Regions from separate parts of the Mus musculus genome. Here all the other regions are linked to region 4. Evidence: chromatin contacts called from public Hi-C, HiChIP or PLAC-seq and promoter capture Hi-C data. All regions are on one chromosome and are shown on one strand. The core of a region is the stretch at or near the end of the contact, and the rest is flanking DNA. Distances in the headings are between cores, read along the strand shown.

What was found. Promoter capture Hi-C pulls out the DNA fragments that hold promoters and counts their contacts. A called contact is a pair of places that touch in the nucleus more often than the background predicts. HiChIP or PLAC-seq counts read pairs in DNA pulled down with a chosen protein or histone mark.
Region 1: a contact with region 4 is called in a Hi-C map of pre-B cells, with 3 times the contacts expected there. The contact joins the enhancer-like site here to the promoter of Tbc1d7 in region 4. A contact is called at or near these places in 1 of 39 promoter capture datasets (pre-B cells), 4 of 484 Hi-C or Micro-C datasets (cortical neurons, pre-B cells and regulatory T cells), 3 of 115 datasets of contacts at active chromatin or transcription factors (astrocytes, large pre-B cells and regulatory T cell precursor) and 1 of 9 other capture datasets (liver).
Region 2: a Hi-C map of B cells shows a contact between it and region 4, with 7 read pairs. The contact joins the promoter of Smim13 here to the promoter of Tbc1d7 in region 4.
Region 3: a contact with region 4 is called in an H3K27ac HiChIP or PLAC-seq map of thymic regulatory T cells, with 6 times the contacts expected there. The contact joins the promoter of Tmem170b here to the promoter of Tbc1d7 in region 4. A contact is called at or near these places in 5 of 39 promoter capture datasets (cranial neural crest, hippocampal neurons, liver and 2 more), 1 of 484 Hi-C or Micro-C datasets (B cells) and 2 of 115 datasets of contacts at active chromatin or transcription factors (astrocytes and thymic regulatory T cells).
Region 5: a promoter capture Hi-C map of liver shows a contact between it and region 4, with 4 times the contacts expected there. The contact joins the promoter of Hivep1 here to the promoter of Tbc1d7 in region 4. A contact is called at or near these places in 2 of 39 promoter capture datasets (cranial neural crest and liver), 1 of 484 Hi-C or Micro-C datasets (CD8 T cells) and 1 of 115 datasets of contacts at active chromatin or transcription factors (pancreatic cancer cells).

What each region holds. Positions count from the first base shown.
Region 1 is chr13:44,981,568-44,984,396 of GRCm38.p6, forward strand. Dtnbp1 (dystrobrevin binding protein 1) reads right to left here. Exons shown (of 10, transcript NM_025772.4): 5 at 1,174-1,306. Among named protein-coding and RNA genes, the nearest start is that of Dtnbp1, 19 kb to the right of the region's middle. Within about 2 kb of position 1,419, at least 43 of the 459 cell types and tissues checked have an H3K27ac peak or open chromatin away from gene starts, as enhancers often do. A contact at or near this core is called in pre-B cells and regulatory T cells, where this site is marked.
Region 2 is chr13:41,248,421-41,251,120 of GRCm38.p6, forward strand. It overlaps Smim13 (small integral membrane protein 13), which reads left to right and starts at 1,424. Exons shown (of 2, transcript NM_001135577.2): 1 at 1,424-1,894. The coding sequence starts at 1,819.
Region 3 is chr13:41,604,549-41,607,248 of GRCm38.p6, forward strand. It overlaps Tmem170b (transmembrane protein 170B), which reads left to right and starts at 1,334. Exons shown (of 3, transcript NM_001163572.2): 1 at 1,334-1,764. The coding sequence starts at 1,668. Gm32184 (a long non-coding RNA gene) reads right to left here and starts at 1,528. Exons shown (of 3, transcript XR_382252.4): 1 at 1,011-1,528.
Region 4 is chr13:43,169,897-43,172,791 of GRCm38.p6, forward strand. It overlaps Tbc1d7 (TBC1 domain family, member 7), which reads right to left and starts at 1,605. Exons shown (of 8, transcript NM_001252639.1): 1 at 1,413-1,605; 2 at 1-51. The coding sequence starts at 17. It overlaps Gm40929 (a long non-coding RNA gene), which reads left to right and starts at 1,926. Exons shown (of 4, transcript XR_873309.3): 1 at 1,926-1,946.
Region 5 is chr13:42,050,521-42,053,362 of GRCm38.p6, forward strand. It overlaps Hivep1 (human immunodeficiency virus type I enhancer binding protein 1), which reads left to right and starts at 1,501. Exons shown (of 9, transcript NM_007772.2): 1 at 1,501-1,570. Gm28707 (a long non-coding RNA gene) reads left to right here. Exons shown (of 2, transcript XR_001780922.2): 2 at 1-47.

The DNA.
Region 1 (2,829 bases), core at 169-2,668, 1.8 Mb after region 4:
ATATGGAAATAACATAATGAAACCTATCGCTTTGTTTGCTAGACCTAGTAAGGCAATTCAAGGACCTGCCTCCCTGTCCCTGCCTGGCAAAATAATTTTGAAATGACTAATACATTTTAATTTTTGTTTGTATTTCCTTACTTTCTTTTTTGTCTGTAAAAGCACTAGTAAACTAATAGTGTTCTATTTTAGAATTAAAATAAATTACAATTTAGAATTTAAAAAGTAAAGCCATTTTGTGATCTTTACGTTGTTCTAATTTTGTCCTTTGAGAGCAGTGACCCACAATATTACCTTCATGTGTACATGCATCAAACACAACAGATAATTCTCTGAATATAAACCCATCCAAATGAAAAATGAAGAAAACAAACTTCCACAAACTTCAAATGCAGCAGAACTCATCTGACCTCATGTCTATCGCCTGAAGGGTAAAAACATACTGTAAGACATGAATTTCTGAAAGCCTAAATTCTAAAAGCAATGTTTGGAGGACATCCTCTGGCCAGGATAGTTACTGTAAGTCCAATTCATTCATTCATTCATTCATTCATTCATTCATTCATTCATTCATTCATTCAACTTACACTTTTAAACAAAAGACCTAATGACAGTCTTGAGTTATTTTAAAAAAAGATCAACAAAGGCTGGCAAGCTGATTCAGCCAGCAAAATGCTTGTAGCTTAAGCAAGAAGATCGGCCTGAGTTGGATCCCCAGTACATACATAAAGTGCCAAGCAAAATATCTTGCTTCTAATCATGGCACTAAGGAGCCAGAAACAGGCAGATCCCTGGGGCCCATTGGCTGGCCTCACCAGTGAGTATCATGGCAAAATGAGAGATACTGTTTCAAAGTCATAATGAAACATCCCAAGAGCTCTGGAGGAACAACACCCCCACCCCCACCCCACTTGACTCCCCTCCATATGCAGAAGCACCTGTATGCATACAAACATTTGGGCAGACATAGGCAAATAGGTAACACACACAAAGCAACAAAACTAAAATTATTTCCTTAGCTTACTGTAGGCAGAAAGCATTAGTGGTAAATTTTAGAAATGAATACATTTCTATATAACAATAAGAATGCACTATTATTTTCAAAGCAATAGCTGAGAATTGATGAATTCTTGGAGGGCTTTGAAACTGCTCTCACACACAGGCCACACTTACCCAGGCTTGCCATCAGAGACTCCAAGTCCTGCAGGAGAGCGGGCAGCTGCTGCAGCTGCCCCTGCAGCTCGTTCAGGCTGGTCCTCTTCTTCTCCCAGTGGGCAGACAGCATGACCACCTCGCTGTCCACCAGCTGCAACACAGACCAGCGGGGCTCAGGAAAACCACATCTCAAGCACACAGTCAGTCAACGAGCCGAGGCCCGGCCAGTTTGTCTTTAGCAACCCTCCATGGTCTACAGATGGCAGTGACACTGAAGACAGTGCCACTTGTGTTGCTGGTTTTTCTTAGAAGAGGAAGGAACTCAGTATTTGTACAGCAGACCTCAAACTGCTCTTGTATCAGACATCTAACCCAAAGACTCCAAGGTCAGAAATAAGCTGACATCTTCTACGTATGTTCTACTATTAAGGAAACTATTCATTGGAAAATTCATACCTAGGAAAAATAAGACAAAAAGCAAACAACAACAAAAAAGTAACAAAAAGCAAATACACAGAAACAAATAAAAAAGTGATTTACTGGTAATTACTTGCTAACTTGAGAAGAAGTTAAAATATTTTGTCTGGTACACAGCATAATCTTTTTTAAGGCATTATAGATCATACCATGGTTCATTAGATAACTTGAAAAGTCTAAAATAACTAAGGTTTAGACAAAAACTACTTCTTACCAAAAATCAAAGCACAGCATATTTAAATATTAAGGCTTAAAAATGGTTTATTAATTCTAACTTTACACAAAACTAAAAATTACATTCTTTATATAGGACATAAAGTTTTTAGGTAGAAAGAATATAGCAGAGTACACTAAAGTATTTTAATTTAAGAAAATGTGAGGGTGAACAACTGTCAAACCATCACAGATGATTATACAATGGTACAACACACTAAGCATCTGCTACAAGCCCGACTCTGGGTTAAGCAATTTAGATATATTATCTTACAAAAACTACATCTTCTATGTTCCTCAAAGGCTTGCAAGCTAACAGTGTATGCAGAGTAGCTGGGAGACAGTGGAACATTTCATAGGTGAGGCTAAGCGTGAGAAAGCTAAACCACCACGGGCATGTCTTTGAAAGGATGGGGATTCCAGGCTCCTCCTCTGGGTGACAGACTCCTGGGTTACAGTGAGATGAACATAGTTCTTCCACCAAATGCTCCCAACATGGCACACTGTCTAACCAACAGCAAAAGGACCAGTCATAAAGCAAAATGATAGCCAAGCAAACCCTTTCTCCTTAATAAGCTGATTAGCTCAAGTATTTTGTCAGAGCAATGAAACTAATTAACATAGCATAAAACTCTACAGTTCATTCAGTCTATCTGAACAAGCTTGCTTGTTAAGCAAAGTTAAGTGGTGTCTGACACATTTTATGGATTAAAAAAAAGACAGAGACCAGGCTGTTTGTGTAAGACCAAAACAAATTAGTGCACCAAAGATGATAATCAGAAATTGTAACCTCCCCTCCTGTCACAGGAAATGCACCCTGAGCAGAGAAGTGAAGTCTCACTCAGCTCACTTAACAAATCAAACTGCTAAATAAAACCATTACTCTTAAGAGTTCAATCTAAAGACTAGAAACTGTTTCGCAATAATAGGAATTAAAAGGAAAACACTAGAAGTCTAGCTTCGGAAAACTACCATGGATGCCTA
Region 2 (2,700 bases), core at 174-2,673, 1.9 Mb before region 4:
TTTACTTATTTTCATTGGGGATTTGCAATCCTTGCACACCCCTATTTATGTTATTGTCTGTATTGCCATGACTTTTTTTTAAAGATTTATTTATTATTATACATAAGTACACTCTAGCTGTCTTCTGACAGAAGAGGACATCGGATCTCATTACGGATGGTCATGAGCCATCATGTGGTTGCTAGGATTTGAACTCAGGACCTTCGGAAAGGGCAGTCAGTGCCATCTCACCAGCCCCTGCCATGGCTTTATCCTTGGCACCTCAAAGAAGTCCAGAGCACACAGAAGTGTTTGTTGTATGTGAATGAAAGAGAAGGTAAAAAGGTCTGGATTCTTCCTGATTTCTTTTGAACTAGATCTATTCAAATGTATTCCTTTCAACCAGATTGTAAATCAAACGTGCTCCGTTATGCAAGTGAGTTGGATCATCTGCTAAAAATGAATAAGTTGATTTCTAAATTTATTGCATCGAGCTCAACTCTCTCCACAGGAACTGTATATTAAATCTTGCGCAAAGCCAGTAATGCCTTGATGTATTTTTATGCTGCGTCTTAGCTGGAAAGCAGTTTACACAGTAGGGCATCTGGGAATGGCTAGCACAGAGTTGCAGTGGAAGGCGAAAGCCTTGATTTCTCAGGGAGGAAAGGGCTGATCACCTCTTGCGTTAACAGATGTGGCAGAACTGGGAGTTTTAATTTCAAATAGAAAAAAAGGACTTGAGATAAATACCTTGTTTTTCAGAAGTTAGTTCAAGCAAATGTGGCAAAACCTTTGGCTGTTGGCCAGATGTTGCTTGAATTAAAGGAGACAACAGAACGAAACTTGCTAAACAGGTAGGTGAATTAAGAGCACAGATGTCTCTAAGTCACTCACCAGTTACTTCTGAAGCGTACTATCTGTGAAAACACAACACAACATCTGTTGCTGGGGGAGGGGGAAGGCTTTCCAGATTCTGACGTCAGGGGACTTATTTCCTCACAAGTAACTAACCTTTGCCGGGAGCAATAGGTTGGGTTCAAGTACAACCTGTTTTTCAGGCAACAGCCATCCTCTTTTCCCTTTTGCTCACTAAAACCAATTTTGTATTTGAATTAACGGCTGAAATGTAACTGGCACCTCGGCAGGGAGACAGTCCGACGCACAGTCTTGAGAACAAGAATCAGCAGTCTCTAAGTTGGAGGTGGCGGCTCAAGAACACCAAAGGCACAGGGGACGGGAAAGGAGAGCAAGGAGAAGCCGGAGCAGCGTTGACTCCTGGGAGTGGTAGTTCGTTGCTGGGCGGAGACCTGGAGCTCTCGCCGATCTTTGCACTACATTACCCAGCAGGCCTCGCGCAGCGGCTGAGTCGCTGCGGAGTGGGTGCTTGGTGATGAGCTACCGCGGGGGAGGGGGCGGGGAGCGGAGGAGCAGCTGCAGCGGCCTCGGGGAGTGGTTGACATCTGGCGTCTCCGAGGGAGGAGGGGGACCTCGAGTGAGCTGCAGCCAGGGCCTGGCGTTCGCCGCGCCACCTCCAGATCACTCTTTCCCCGCCTCGACGTCCGCCATGGCAGCGCGTCCGTCCGTCGCCGGCCTCTCCGCTCGCCGTGGCTCCGGCTCCCCGGAGCGATGAGGAGGCGGTAGTGGCGTCCCAAGGCCCGCTCCACCAGCGACTCGGTCGCCCCGGCCGGGGGCAGGTCTGAGGGCCGGTCCCGTCGCGGCCCGCCCCCGCACCGCCAAGTTCCGCCCCCTGGGGGCGCTGCCCTCGGGCACCCGCGGTCCATGCCGCCCCGCCGCTCTGCCGCCCGCCGCTGAGCCCGCGCCCACCCCCCAGCTCTCAAAATGTGGCACAACGTGGGGCTGACCCTGCTGGTGTTCGTGGCCACGCTGCTGATCGTCCTGTTGCTGATGGTGTGCGGTGAGTGGGGGGTAACGCCGGGGGCGGTCGGGAAAGCTCGCGTGGACAAGTGTCCACGGTGATCACCTCGGTGGTCTCGGTGGCCACCGGGCTCCCAAGACCGAGTTTAGAGGAGTCATGCCTCTTGCTCAGGGCAGGTCGCCCGGGCATCACGAACCTTCAGGCTCAGCGAACCTTCAGGTCTGGCATCCTGACTCGAGGTAGAAGCACGTTTCTGCTTCCCCGGCAGGTTTGTCCTTGGTTGCCATAATGCCACAGCCTACCCAGATCTTTCACCGTGGCCTGTATTCGAAGGAGCAGTGATCGGTTTCATCTTTTTATTTGGATGTTCTGAACCTAGTGAGAGATTTCATCACCTTTTGGGTTTCCAGCGCACGTGAAGCTGTTTGTTTACTTCCAAGTTCAGGCTTTAACCAAATTCCCAGCCTACTTGATAATGGGCAGAGCCAAAAAAAAAAAAAAAAAAAAAAAAAAAAAAAAAAAACACCACTGGCGGTAATAAACTTCCAGGGTCAGGGAACCTTATCTTGGTTCTGCTGTCCTGGGGCTGTTTGGTCTGCTGCTGTGTACTTCTCTTCCCAGGAGGGAAGGAACGTTAAACTGTTCTCATGGCGTGTTTTCCATCCCTCTTAATTCGTTATGCACATAGCTGATAACCACAGGTCTCAGCCAGGAGACTGAACAATTGTGAGAGTTTGGAGAGTATTTCAAATAAATGACAGTAAGCACTGGTATTTAGAAGACCAAGTATGGGTTTGAAGTGATGGAGTATTGGGTTAAAATTTTATAAATACTGTAAAGCTTAT
Region 3 (2,700 bases), core at 84-2,583, 1.6 Mb before region 4:
AGAAGAAGAAGAACAACAACAACAACAACAACAACAAAGAAAGAAATGAAGCCCCTTCTTTATCTAAAATGAATTTGATGTTAAACTCATTTATGTCTGATAGTCTATACTCCTGAATTGACATTTAATTCAGCCATTGAACCCTACACCATAGTAGGTTTTAGTACGGTTCCTCTTAATGACGCCCAAACTTTTTTCTATATTGTGGGAGCAAAACAAAAACATGCATAAATATAAACCTGCATATACATTATTGTCATTTTTAAGGTGCTCACCAAAAGCAACAATATTTAGGCAATTCGAATCTTCAGTTACTGGGCAAAAACACTTGATTGGCTTAGCTATTCTTTCTTCACTTCCTTCTGTAAACTTTAGCAGCAGAGTATTTGGAAAAAGATGGAATTGGGCGAGGGGGATGGGGTGAGGAGCACTAACGTTTTTTATGCAAACACGATTTTTTTTTTTTTAATTTCAAGTTAAAAGGTTTCAAACATCAAGGAAGACTGTAACTAGCATAACTGGAGTTAAGATGCTTCTGAGGCTGACCTTGGATTTGAAGGACAGGGAGACGAAGCTGAGTTAGTTTAAGTGCTGGGGAGATTCACAATTTTAGATGAAAAGAGTCCTATCTGGAAGAAGCGCTAGAGCCAGCCTTGGCCAGGAGGATTCATTCGGACACCTACGGGGCCCTGCGTCAATAAGTGGTTTCAGATCCTGCAGCTAAGGGGAGTTCGTATTTTACTGCTGGCCGGCCAGAAGACTGGCTGAAATGACAAAGAGGATCTATTTCTGTTTTAGTAGATTTAGCAAAGGGAGGGGCGTATCCAGGTCACTGGACGCACTCTCAGACAACCCTACAAATGAAATCTTGAGCATTTACACCTTTGCAAAAAGTTGCTCGCAGACGCCCTCACGGAGAGGGAAGGATCTGGAGCAGCGAAGCGCAGGCTCCAAAAATCCTGGCAGCTCCCGGGACCTATACACAGCTCTCTCATCCCCGCCCAGCTCACCGGTTTCAGGTTTCCGGGGGCGCGCAGTCAGGAGGGGGCGAGGGGCTTGGAGTCTGTTCCCTCGGAGCAGCCAATGAGCGGCGAGACCCAGCGGTGGCGCCAGTGACGTAGGTGGCGCTCCCTCCGCCCCACTGCGGGCGGACGCTGGGAGCCGACGACAGCCTGAGCTCCCGGGTGCCTAGGGCGGCGCGCGCGCGCGCGCGAGGAGCGGGGGGGAGGCAGTGCGCGTGCGCAGCCGCTCACCCCCGGGGAGGCGGGGCCGAGGAGCGGACACGCGCATGCGCGCGCCCCGGGGCGGTCGCGGGCGGAGGGGGCGGCTCCTCGAGTGTTGGCTACCCAAAGGCCGAGCGGCAGGCGGGCGGCAGGTGCCGCGGCCGGGCGCCGCTGCCTCGTCGCGCGTCCCCGCGATGAGCCTCGTCTCGCGGCCTGCCCCTGCCGGCTGCCGCTCCGCGCGGGCCTCACGGCGTGACCCGGGCCTCGTGGCGTGGCGGGCCCCCGCGGCGCGACGCGGGCCCTGAGCGGGAGCGGCGGTCCCTCCCGCGGCCCCAGGCCTCGCCCGCCAGCGCTCCTCGATGTCTCCCCGGCGGGGAGGACGCTGCCTGCGACACCCGCCGAGCGGCGCCCCCCGGAGCGCCCCGCTGCCGCCCCGCGGGGACGATGAGGGCGGAGGGCGCCGACCACTCGATGATCAACCTGTCGGTGCAGCAGGTCCTGAGCCTCTGGGCCCATGGCACGGTGCTGAGGAACCTCACGGGTAATGCGCCGGGCGGAGGGAGCGGTGGGGGACCCACTCCACGGGTGTTCGGGGCGTCCGCAAACCCGGCCCGGTGCGGGCCGCTGGAGCACGCGCGAGTCGCGCCAGTGCCCCGACTGGATCACAGTTCATGTTTCTGTCATTAACCCCCCCCCCCCCCCCCGCCTTTCCCCGTGCGCGCGCGCACGCACATACACCGCTTCTTGCAGTTTCGATCTTTTTTAGTCTTTCTTTCCTGGTTTAGCCCTTTTTCTTGCTGACAGATGTCAAACCAATTGCAGTACTCCTATTGCCTGCTCACCGTGATCACGGTGGACCGACCGTTCGTTCCTTTATTTGTTGAGAGAGAGAGAGAGATATGACTAAGTAGATAATAGCGGGGTCAGGGGCTGGACCAAGGTCTAGAGCAGTCGAAACAGTTGTCTTCTCTGCTATTTCCTTTTGTCTGGCTGTCTCCTGGCTTCAAGTTGCTGTATTTGTGAAATTGGAGAATTCTGTGTATTTCCCTTCATTAATCAATGTGATTGGGAATGGGGTTTAGCTACGTTATAGCATCAGGTTGTCAGAGTAAGCATTAGTACACATAATATGATTTCATATGCAGGTTTGCTTGTGAAGAAACTTCTGGTTTTCTCAGTGTGGAAGTGCTTAAACTCTTTTGAGTTCCGAGTTTTAAAAATAGCGTCTAAAGAGTAATATTGACTGGAAAGCAGTAGGGTCAACAGTTTGACTCCGGAGTAGCTGCTTTTGTGAAACCACAACCAAAACCCCAAACAAAAACTCAGTTCTTTAAAATGTCTTAACTCCAATTGAACGTTACTATTTCAAAATCTGTGTGATAGCAAATTAATAGTATGTAGTATACTTATAGGCAAAATCTGGCATGATACAGGGTTCATATGTTCAAGGAGAAAAATATAACGGCATTGCGTACCA
Region 4 (2,895 bases), core at 355-2,854:
TGAGAGTCGTCAGTCATGTTTCATCCTTGGAGGGATTTTTTTTAGGTGAGCCTAAAACCAAAGAAAGAAGAATTGGGAAGGACATTAGGTGATTTTTCTCGGCCTTTTCAATAAGTCAAATATGATAAATTGCCTGGCCCTAAGCAAGGAGCATTAAATCTTTGGATCCACACAACCCTATCCCACCTTCCTAATGCAACTTGGCCAAAGATATAGATATGAAGATATAGGTCAGCTGCCCTCCAAGCTACTAAAATAGGTAGCACAGAGGGGGCCTCTAGGGTTCCTTCTTATAAGAACCCCTGGCACAATGAAATACCTTGTTCTCATGAATGAACAAAATACAAATGAACAAATAAGATGAATTAGAAAAGCTGGCAGGATATGTTATATAAATGGGGCTAACCAGTGGTGTGTACTAATTCTGCTTCCAGTTTTACAACTAAGGTCTCACTAAGTAGCCCAGGCTGGCCTCAAACTCTCTGCCTCCTAGGTGCGGGGGGTAAAAGGTGTGGACCACGGCTTCTGGTCCAAGATAGGTATGTTTTAAAATAAGAGGAGACATCCAAAATATTAACAAGTTATTCAGTTAGTAAAATTCTAGGTGACCTTAATTTCCTTTTTTGTTTGTTTGTTTGTTTTGGTTTGGTTTTTGTTTTGTTTTGCTTAGCTGTCCTCTCGAAAATAGGCATTTGGAGAAATTAGAAGGGGGTGGAGGGAAGCCCTAAGTCCTGCCCTTATTTTTCTTCCTATAAACACAATTCTACCAAGTTTTGTATTATCAAAATACAAAACTCCAACAGAGAAAAAGCATTAAAGTATAACCAGAAGACGGCTAAAAATCTGGCAAGAGCACTCAAATCATCTCAGAGAATACATAATTCTTTCAGAACAGTCTTTGTGATATTAATGGTAAACCAAAAGAAAAGATCAAACTAGGTTTAGTGACTAGGCACTAAAGATGCAAACATTCTTCCAAAGAATAAAGTCCTCAGCTACTAAAAGCCCCCGAGACGTCCCCAGATAACCAGGGGAGTTTGGACTTCTTGTTGGGAGTTAGATATCTGAACAGCTTCTGTTATGGGGAAGATTGCAATTCATTTTTGAAAAAAGCTATTTAGAATTTAGAATTGCCTTTAAAGAGTTCCACGGCCTCTTCATAGCTGTTAAAAAAAAAAAACCCAAAGATTAAAATGCAATCTGTAGTTTGAGGGCTCTTTTGGTTTTTGTATTTTTAAGCATTCGCTGCCCCTGTCGTCTATCGACAGCATTCCTGGGACTGCACTGTGATGGCACAGGAGTCGCCCTGAAAGATGCGCTGTCAAATCTTGCCCAGGTGACTCCACCTGCGGGAAAGGTGCCCACAACCCAGTGAAGCCCCAGGCCCCGCTCTCCCGGTATGCACGCTTCACCTCGAGTAGAGCAAACACACCCGGCTCAGACTCAGAGATCCGGGAGGCGGCGGAGAACCGGCCCGGCAACGCTGTGCTACCGGCAGGCAGACGGAACCATAAGCGTCAGGGCCGAGCGAGCGAGGGGAGCGATGCCATGAGACACCCGGCCCGGCCCTCTCCGCCTCTAACTCCCGCCGCCGGACGTGACGTCGCCCCGGATGCGCGTGCGCAGAGGACATCTGCTGGGAGTCCCACCCACACGTGGATGTTAACCGGGTGAAGCTGAAGCCCTGAGAGGTGGTAGCGGCCGAGTCTGTGCGCCCTTGAGTATCCACGTCTGTCCCTCTCACCTCGATCCCGAAACCCTGGTGATCGTCTCCCCTTCGTTCAGAGTGCTTGCTTAGGGCACTCTTCTGCCCCGTGGAAACCGGGATCCCTCAGGCGGTGTTTCTTCCACCTCGCCCGGTGGAAAATCGGAAACGAGCCTTTGCTAATCGATTGGGCTGCACTTCTTCTTCCAAACGTTCCAAGTGACCATGAGAAAGCAAATCAGTTAAGTCCTCAGCTATTAAAAACTGAGTGATGGGCAGGAGAGATAGCTCGACAATTAAGAGCACTTACGGCTTTTGTACAGAACCCGGGTTCAAATCCCAGCACTCACGTGGTGATTCACAACCATCAATAACTCCAGTTGCAGGAATTCCAAACTACCCCTTCTGATTTCTGCCAGTACGGGGCACGCGCATGGTGCTCATGCACGCAGACAAAACCTTTATACACAAATATTTAAAACTTAAAAACAAAAACTTATTGGTCCCCCAATGATCAAGGAGGGATAAGCAAAACCATTTGTTCATCGTTTACTGTGCAAAGGGGCAGTTGCTGCCATTTGCCTTTTGGCAGCTACTCAGACCTAGAATGCCAAGCGCGCAGTCAGTTAAGGCTGCTTGCTTGGGGAAGCTGCGAGCCGCTGGACAGAACTGGGGCATCCTGTGTGATTTGTCACGGAGAGCATGTTCTTTGTCCATCCCCAGGTGGCACTGAGTTGGAAGCAAGGACTGAATTAGGGAACTATTAGGAAGATATAGCTGTCTGGGACGGACTACTGATTCGTTTTTTGGATTGTTAGTGCCAATCTGGCTCACTCACATTGTAAGCCCTTCCTCCCGAGGTCTCTTCAAGTATTTTTATCACAGTAACAAGCCAAGGAGGTAACACGGCCGCAGTGAGGCGCTGTCCCCATGAGTGTTGGGAAATTACTGCAGAGAAAGCAGTACCTGGGCCGGAGAGTTAGGGATTTTTAAGGCTGTGAGTGAGTGCAGCTAGTGGTGAAGTCACATGCTGAGCTGGCTAATCTTACCTCAACCTGACACAAGCTAGAGTGACTGAAAGGAGGAAGCCTCAAATGAGAAGACACCTCCATGAGACCCAGCTTTTTCTTAATTAGTGATTGATGGAGGGTCCAGCCTATTGTGGTGGCCCCGGGTTCTGTAAGAAAGCA
Region 5 (2,842 bases), core at 251-2,750, 1.1 Mb before region 4:
ACCCATTGGGTATTTCATTTAATAAAATAGAAGACATCTTACTGGAATATTAAAATGGTACTCTTTCATTGTAAGGCTGACATAGTATTACCCACCACCCGAGCTTTCTAGCTGCATAATCTTTGCTCCTATGACCAAATTTACTTTTTGGTAGGCATATTTTCTTCCTCTGCAAAACATTATTTTTGGCTCTAAGCTTGCCATTACCAAGTATTCCATTTTTAATAATTTCCATTCTGGGGCTTTGTGCTTTTCTTAGCTCCAGCAAGCTAGAGGTAGGACTTCCTCGGGGGATTTTAGGGGTCAACCGTTAGCAGGAACGACCTGGACATCTTTATGAAAGCCTAAGGGAGCAAAACAAGTTTGCACAGATGGTCAGCTGTTAGTGGGCGTATGATCGCTTAACAAAGAATATTTTTGTTTTGCGCCTTTTTTTTTTTAACACCTTATTCTTTCCAACTTTGAGGTGGCCCGTACAATCTTCTATCGGCTTTTTTTTTTTTTTGTGGATGCGTGTAATTTTTAAGTTCAAACTGCTAGTATTATGCCTACCCTTGAAAACCTGCTTCGTTCCCCAGAGTCAGCTCTCCTGATATTTCCAGAAGTTTCCAGTTCCCGTTCTCTAACGCTTTCTAGCAGCCGGGGTCAAACTCTGGTTTGTAATAAATTAGTCTGTCTTCCCTGTTCACTCCCCCAGAGTTCCAGAAGCCTGCTGGGTGGCTCCGCCCCGCACCCCCTCTTCGGCTTCCAAAGTTCCCTCGCGGGTTAGTCCCCAGCTGACAGGCAGCTAAGGAGGGGTTAACTGCGCTCGCCGCTGCTTAGGCTCTGGGAAGCACCGGCTCTCTCCGGAATAACCTTGGCTTTCCTCGGTCTTTTAATAGAACATCCGCCACCAAAAAAGTGGTTTCAGTTTAGGGCTTAATAACACGTCCCCTCTGACCCTCCAAGTCAACAACCCAGCCCCCTTTCATTCTCTCTCTCTTTTTTAAAAGTTATTTTTTAAAGTTAATGCGTTTCAAGTTTCACTATGATTTTCCCCTTCCCTCTACGCGGAGCAGAGGAAACCCCCTTGGGGTCCCCCCTCCCTCCAGGGTCCTCCTCCTCCTCCTCCTCCCTACCAGGGCCAGGGCGAGGGGCGGGGCTGGGAGACACCATGACGTCACCGGGCCGGCCCACAGCCTGCTCTAGAAAGTCAAAAGACGGTAAAGAGAATCCGGCCCCGCCCGGCCCCGCCCCTCCTCCCGGGCCAACCGCCCCCGACTGCGGCCCGGCCGGGCTTCCCCGGGCCGCGGAGCCCCGCCTCCGCTGCCGCCCCGCCCCGCCCCGCCCTTCGGGCCGCGCCTCCTCCTGCGTCCTGGGTCCCCGCGGCGGGGCCTGCGGCGGGCGGGCGGGCGGGCGGGGCGGCAGGGGGCCCCGGGCCGGCTTCACAGGAGCCCGCCCTCCCGCCGCAGCCCCCGCCCCGCCGCCCCCGGGGATCCCCTGCTGCCCCGCCCACGCGCGGGGGGAAGCCGCCGACCTTCGCCCTGGCCGCCCTCGCGCTGCCAGCCGTCCTCACGGACACCCGGGAGAGGTAAAGGCCGCTCTCCCGCCGGGTTCCACTCGGTCCCTCCCGCGCCCAGCTCGCGCCTCGGTGCCCGTCGGGAGGAGGCTCCGCTTGTGCTGATGTCCCGGTTGTCAAGTGCAGCGCAGTTCCCGACGGGTGCGGGGCCGGGCGCGGCGGTGGGGGCGCTGCACCCGGGAGAGCGCGGCGCGGGGGGCGGGGGCCGGGACCACCTCCCCCTGGCGGGCGGGCGCGCGGGTGTGCGTGTGAGTGAGTGTGTGCGCGTGTGCCGGCGCCGACCTTGCGGAGGGGATGCTGCGTGCGGGAGCCGCTTGCCACTTCGGCGGGTCCTGGCCGCACGGGCGGCGGGAGCTGCGGTCCTGCGAGCCCAGCAGGTACGGAGGGCCGGCCTCCTGGTCGCCGCGGCCGCTTCTCGCAGGAGGGCTCGGCGGGGCTGCGGGAGACCAGGCCGCGGCTTCCGCACCTCCCGGCTTTGTGGCTCGCTTTCCCTTTCGGTCTTTGCCCGGAGTGCCTGTTTACTCCGGGCCACCTGGGTAGTTTCCCTCCCCGTAGGGCGCGCGCCCGCCGCTGGTGGGTCGGGGCCGGTGGGTAGGGGCGCGGGGCGGCTTGGGCTCGCCGCGGGGTCGGGCTCCAGCCGGAGTTGCGGCTAGAGAGGGGAGGGGGCTGTGGCGAGGCTGGCGCGAGGAGGAGTCTCAAGGCTGCTGCTCTCGCCGACTCTGTCCTCCTCCTCCTCCTCCTCCTGCTCTCCGCATCCACTCTAGGCTCCTTCCGGAGCTGGCACTTCCATTCCCCCCTCCTTCTGGCATGCGAAGCGCTTTGTTCAGTGCAGCGTTGCAGAGGGGTTTTCCCAGGCTCCGCCCTCCACATTCATTCATGTTTTTTCTCCTTGTGACTGTCTTTACGCTTTTTTGATTGTGTCCTGTTTTTGCACCTTGTAGTATGTATTTCTTTCTCGAGAAAGAATGGTCGATCACTGGTCCTAGTCGCCACGGTGGTGCTGTCGTCTTTGAAAATAACCACTTCTCCACCGCGGATTTAAATGTGGGCTGGACAGCTAGGGACAGGGGGGCTGGAGGCTGCAAAACCGGGTCGCACAAAGCTGTTACAGGTTGGGAATTTGCATATTTTAACATTTAAGCTTGGGAGCTGTGGGAGGTCACGTGATCGGCTTACAATCCGAGTTCACGCTTTAAAAACTTCGTAATATCGTGACCGCTTAAAAGCTTTAGTTTTAATACGGAACGGAACACTTACAGCTTTATCTTTAAATTCTCTGTGCAG